Linked DNA regions of Mus musculus: region 2 is linked to region 1. Evidence: chromatin contacts called from public Hi-C data. All regions are on one chromosome and are shown on one strand. Each heading gives the region's core, a stretch centred on a gene start, on an enhancer-like site or on the middle of the called end of the contact. The rest is flanking DNA. Distances are from core to core; before and after follow the strand shown. Region 1 overlaps Map3k5 (mitogen-activated protein kinase kinase kinase 5). Region 2 overlaps Map3k5 (mitogen-activated protein kinase kinase kinase 5).

Region 1 (3,105 bases), core at 218-2,717:
GCCTCAAAAAGAAGTCCCTCCTCATCTCCAACAGCATGATAACTGAGTCTCCCAAAACAGAAGGAGGCAGACAACAGATTGTAGGAAGAGGCATACATATTTAATAATGTGCAAGCACCCAGGATCACACAGAATGTAAAATCAAAGAAGGGCCCAGAGTTAAAACATAAATATTTTCTTCATGGGAGAAGGGAGTAGGGGCATGTTTAGTTTTAGAGGAGGAGTGGATGGGTTTTTTTCCATGTGTGTGTGTGTGTGTGTGTGTGTGTGTGTGTGTGTGTGTGTGTGTGTGTGTGTGTATGTATGTATGTATGTGTGTGTGTGTATGTGTGTGTGTGAGAGAGAGAGAGAGACAGAGAGAGAGAGACAGAGAGAGAGAGATAGAGACAGAGAGAGAGGGAGAGAGAGAGATGCTTGGGTGTATATGCATATCTTTACATTGTGAACATGTATATGGATGCTTGCACATAGGTTCAGTGTGCATATAGAAGCCCAGGGTTGATGTATACATTTTTTCATTGAGGTAGGATATCTCAGTGAAACCCAAAGCTTGTTAGCAACATTGGTCTTGCTACTTAGAAACAGCAATCACAGGTGGGCTGTGCTCACCCGGCACACATGTAGGTTTCTGGGGATCTGACCTGAGGTCCTCAAACTTAGATGGCAAGCCCTTTAACCTCCAAGCCTCTCCTCTGCCTGGGATGGTTATCAGTGTTTTGGTTTTCTGTGCAGGATATTCACCCCAGGGCATGATGTTGCGCCCAAGTACTCTGTCACTGAGCTGCATCCAGGGCATTGAATGACACATACGTTTAGGGGTGATAAATAGGCCTAAGAACAGACATTCACCTGGGCTCCGAATGTGCCATGTGGTTTCAATTCTAGACTTTCTTACTGCTCATTGATCTTCTAGAGGAGCTGGCTTTTTAAATAGATAAGGACATTGGGGGTGGGGTGGGGAGAGGTGGAGGTGGGAGTGCACTCCAGAGAGGGAGAGACAGACAGACAGACACAGGGACAGAAACAGAGACATAGAGAGACAGACACAGAAGTGCGCGTGCGCACACACATACATACACACACACACACACACACACACACTAAGGTCAGAGAGACCTTGGTTCTGAGACTACCTTTTAGTTCAGAGTGCCCAACATAGCATGTTACTCTGGGATATTGTTTCTCTGGGTCCCAACAACCATTTCTTTCATCACCAGCAATTCTATTAAGATAAAACCCGTAGCCCCTGTGCTTCTTGTCTTTCTCCTTCCCTTCATCTGAGGACACCTCCTACCCACATTGGATCTGCTTGTACAACAGAGTAGAATGAAGAAATAAACAAACACTGATGAGCAGCATAAGATGGTTAGATGCTAAAGGCTCTCATAGATGCCTGGGGTGTGGACCAGTTACCAAGAGCTGCCTCTGCAGCCCTGCACCAAAACCAAAACCAAAACTGAAACCCAGAAACCCACTTGTAATCCAGGCAGCGCTGTGGTAACCAGGAGGGTAACCAGGACATTCTCCCGGCGGCAGCGAGATACATTGGCACAACTTCTAAAAGAGCAGTTTGGCAATGACTAATAACATCCTGAGATGGGACAGTTTTGACCCTGGATATGTATCGTAGAAAACATGGCTCACACAAGTAAGGAAATACCATCAAGGAGTTCTATGTAACGTAGTTTATAATTCTCCTTCTCTGCAAAGGAAAGAGTAAATACCTACTAGGGGAATGACTAAATACCTTGTGGTAGTTATTTAATGGACTACTATAGAGCTCTTAAGGTGGGTCAACTAGAATGCTACAGATGTACATCGGTATATTTTATGGTCATATGTGAAATCATAGTATATGTTTAAGGCATCGTAGCAGCTATCTAAAATATAATGTGCATGACTATGCATCAAATGTTTGCATTAGGGATGGGTAGAAGTGTGCTTGGGAATTGAGAATAATTACCTGTTAGGAGAGGGATTGAGGTGAGGGGTAAGAAGTCACATCTCTGATGTAATGTAAGTTTAGGGAGTACACAGGGGAGGCACATGCTCATATTTTAGACATTTTATATTGAAATACTTGATAATTAACAGTTCTGAAGGAAATGATTGTCTATGCCTATGTACGCCAGGATAACTGAATACATTTTGGGCATTTGAATTCCCAAATATTGTTAGTTTCTTTTCCCTCCTGTTCCGGCTGTGACTGGAGGTCTCAGATGCATCTTTTTCTCTTTCCGAGCGAGCATCTGCTTTTCTCCCACTTGTTCCACGGTAGAGGAAATGATTCTCCCGAGATGAGCAAGCTCATGGCCGATGGTGATGCAGCTCGTGCCAAATGCAACTGTTGTCCGTGGCAGTCTGTCTGTGTTTACCACATACTCTGGCTGGACATGGTGCGTGTGTTTCGACTGACCCCACATGCCCTCTCTATTATCTTCTGGTCGCCATCTGATCAGCATCTCTCTAGAAGTGACACTAGAAATCTCATGTGCACAAACCCAAATTTGTAACAACGTCATTAAGTCATCTCTTAAAAATAAGCTGCTTTTAAACAGCAGAGCAGTTCCTTAGGACATTAAAAATAGATTCCCAGCAGGATCCAGCAATCTTCCTTCTGGCTGGGTACACAAAAGGATTAAGAGCAAGACATGAAAGAAATATTTGTATGCCTGTGTTTCTAGGAAACAAGATAACTGAAAAGGGGGAGTGGCAAAGCTGTATTTTGATGGCAAGTGGGTGAGCATTCTGTACGACTGATGGAACCTTAGTCAGCCGTAAAGGCGATTCTGCCACATGCTGCAGTGTGGTTAATCCTTGGTTAGTTACCGTCATTGCCCTTTCAAGCCGTTCTGTGCCACCCTTGGCCTGTGATCTTGTTCTGCAGGGACAGAGGAACTTAATTTCCTTTAAACCTTGTCTAGGAAGTTGGACATTAAATCTGGGTTTCAGGTGCACATTTTTATATAACTGAAATAAATAGACATGATTTAGAGTTATGATACCCATATTTTACATTTTGATATTTATGCTAGTTTGAGGTAAATTAGAACATCAGAGTGATATTTATTACAAGTATTTCAAAATGTAAACTGAATTCTTACC
Region 2 (3,105 bases), core at 289-2,788, 54 kb after region 1:
CGTGGAGACTGAAGTGTGCATACAGAGACCTCTGGCTTTAGGTACCCTGGCATCTGTTAACAAGAAGGCAGACACCGTTCTACACCATCCCGAAGCAGACGCACAATAACACATGTTACATAATGCCAACTTCCATGTCTGTGGCCAGCAAACTGCTTACATAGCCACCGCCTTGCATAATTATCCTCTTCCTCATTTTTCTTAACTTTTTCTTTTGGAACACCATCTGTCTTCTTTGGTTTGAGGACATTTGTTTAATACTTAATAAGCTCAGTGGTTCAGAGGAAAATAATCTCTCCTGAAGATGTATTTCAGAGAGTCTCCTTGAAGAGGCATATTTAAAAATAAGTGTGTTCACCTTGTCTTTCAATTGAATGTAGGCATTTAAAACTTGTGTGTTCCGAGTAGTCTTACGTGGGCACACACACACTTTGTAAGAGTTGTTGGGGATGTAGCTCAGTGTTGAGGTATTTACCTAGCATGCACAAGGCCTGGCTTTGATCCCCTAACATGTCAAATAAACACGCTTTAGAGAGATGTTGGGCCTCAGGTCCACGTTACTTAAGCTTTCTAAACCTGAGTTTGCTCATGTTTCTAAAGCCTACTTGGTTGAATTTTTGTGAAAGTCCCCGTTTTGCAGCATAAAGTAAAGTATGTTTAGTAAATACGGAGGCCCAGTGATAAGTGCAAGTGTACTTAGAGAATGAAAACACACGTGTGGGATAAACACGGGGCTGAGGGGAGCAGGTGACCCTAAATCCGTGCTGTCTTCTGTGCTTGAATTCTCAGGTACCTCAAGTCTATCGTGGAGACCATTCTGATATATAAACACTTTGTGAAACTGACCACAGAGCAGCCCTCGGCTAAGCAGGAACTCGTGGACTTCTGGATGGATTTCCTGGTCGAGGCCACAAAAACAGATGTTACTGTTGTCAGGTTCCCAGTGAGTACTTTCGTGTGCATCTGAGTTCAGTTATCTGTTGCTTCCTGTTTTTAAGACGAATTTGGCAGTGTGATTTGACAGTCAAGATGTGGGGGACTTTCAGACCCTAGGTCCTAGCATGTACAACTGTCACTCGCTGCACATAATTCTTTTCTACAGATTGATTTTTTTGGCTTACTTATTATTTTTTAGTGCTTTATTATTGCTATGTATTTTGAGACAGGGTCTGGTTAAGTAGCCCAGGCTGGTCTTGAACTCCTGCTTCAGCCTAAGTGCTGGGATTACAGGCACATCCACCATGCCTAGTTTTGTTGACTTATCTACAAGGATCCTCCAACCCAGAGAAATGGGATACGTCTTGGGGCCAGGATTGGAGTTGCTCCTCATTGAGTGTCCTGAGGCACACTTCGAAAGCAGTAAAGAGATCATGCTTTGGTTAGGTCAAGGCAGCTCGTGAGATTGATGTCCTCCTTGGATGCTGTACTTTTGTTACTTTGTCTTAAGAATTATCAGCATTGCTATGACCAAGCTATCGGCTCACTTGTTTTGCAATTCTGTCTTAACCACTCTAAGCCAGGGGGGCTCAAAGTTGCCCTGTGGTCACATATACACCTGTGTAGCAATCACTTCCTGTGCTTGACTCTAGAAAATGGTGACTTGCAGGTTGGTCTTCAATCAGTGTGACTGGTTTCTAGCAGATGTATGTGTTTGTGTGTGTGCACATAAACACACAGGCATAGGCATAGACATACATATATATGCAAAAGATATATGTCTCTGTGTGTGTGTCTCTCTATATATACATAATATACTTATATACACACACATATATATATACTTACACATTGTGTACACACATCCATGTGTATGTGTGTGTGTGTATGCGTGGATACACAGAATAGACATAGACAAATATGTATGTGTATATATGCATACACATATATGTCTCTCTATATATACACACATACAAATTGTGTATATATATCCATGTGGGAGAAGGAATATAGGTCATATATGTGTGTGTGTTTGTGTGTACACATGAACACACAGACATAGTTATAGGCATACCTATATATACATACATACATATGTCTCTCTCTTTATACACACACACAGACACACACACATATTATGCATACACATCTGTGGGGGGTCCATAGGTTGTCCATAGGTCCTGTGTGTGTGTGAACATGTGCGTGTGCATGTGTGTGTACATGTGCGTGTTTGCTCGTGCATGTGTGCGTGTGTGTGTGTGTGTGTGTGTGTGTATGTGTGTGTGTGTGTGTGTGTGTATTTGTGGCTGTAGGTCATCCTCAATATCATTTCTCAAGAGCTATCCACTTGTGTTTTGAAACAAGGTCTTTCACTGGGATTAGGGTAGCATGGTCTGCCAACAAATTCCAGGGATTCACTTGTCTCCAGCTCTGTAACACTGGGATTATATGAGCTCAAACCACCAAGCATGACTCTTTCAGTGGTTACTGGGACTAAACTCAGTCTTCATGCTTGCATAGCAAACACTTTACTGGCTAAGCTTCCCCTCCACTCCCCCCCTCACACACACACGCACGCACACACACTCACACGCACGAATGCACACACACACACCGTTTAACAGGATGCATGGTTCGTGTTGTAGGAATGAACATGCTTTGCTCTGACTTCCTCGTGAAACCCTGCGCTCTGTTTCCTAGTATAGACAATGTGCAGCATCGGGAAACCCCAGTCTTGGAGTAAGCTGGCAGCTTGCCTTTCCCTGGTGCTGTGTGAGGCGCAGTAAATGTGGTAGAGGAACGAGAGGACATGCTGCTGATCTGCTGAGCTAGAAAGCCACGGGTGGGGAGAGCCACATGAAGGGAGAGCCACTCGTCTAAATGAGTTCAATGTAAATTAGTCTGTTGTAAGTAAGTGAATAAAGAAATAAGACCCAGGAAATAGTGAGAAGTGGTGAGATGATAAACTCTAGGTTTAAAAGACTTTTTCTTTTTTCTTTTTTTAGTCGTTCTCCTCTTTAAAATGTTCTCCCCCCATCCCCTCCCCTCCCCTCCCCTCCCATCTCCTCCACTCCCATCCCCTCCCCTCCCCTTCCCTCCCCTCTTTTCTGTACTGAGGATCAAAGCTAAGTAAGCACTCTATCTCTAAGAGACACCCCTGGCCCTGAC

What was found. Hi-C and Micro-C count contacts between places; a contact is called where the count stands out from the background.
Region 2: a contact with region 1 is called in a Hi-C map of B cells, with 1.5 times the contacts expected there. The contact joins two enhancer-like sites. A contact is called at or near these places in 1 of 15 datasets of contacts at CTCF or cohesin (large pre-B cells), 11 of 484 Hi-C or Micro-C datasets (the AML12 cell line, B cells, conventional dendritic cells and 6 more) and 5 of 115 datasets of contacts at active chromatin or transcription factors (the 230-238 cell line, the HPC-7 cell line, bone marrow-derived macrophages and 2 more).

The regions. Positions count from the first base shown.
Region 1 is chr10:20,004,189-20,007,293 of GRCm38.p6, forward strand. All of the region lies in intron 2 of Map3k5 (mitogen-activated protein kinase kinase kinase 5), which reads left to right. Among named protein-coding and RNA genes, the nearest start is that of Map3k5, 71 kb to the left of the region's middle. Within about 2 kb of position 1,468, at least 85 of the 459 cell types and tissues checked have an H3K27ac peak or open chromatin away from gene starts, as enhancers often do. A contact at or near this core is called in B cells, bone marrow-derived macrophages and granulocyte-monocyte progenitors, where this site is marked.
Region 2 is chr10:20,058,148-20,061,252 of GRCm38.p6, forward strand. Map3k5 (mitogen-activated protein kinase kinase kinase 5) reads left to right here. Exons shown (of 30, transcript NM_008580.4): 10 at 790-943. Among named protein-coding and RNA genes, the nearest start is that of Map7, 110 kb to the right of the region's middle. Within about 2 kb of position 1,539, at least 89 of the 459 cell types and tissues checked have an H3K27ac peak or open chromatin away from gene starts, as enhancers often do. A contact at or near this core is called in B cells, bone marrow-derived macrophages and granulocyte-monocyte progenitors, where this site is marked.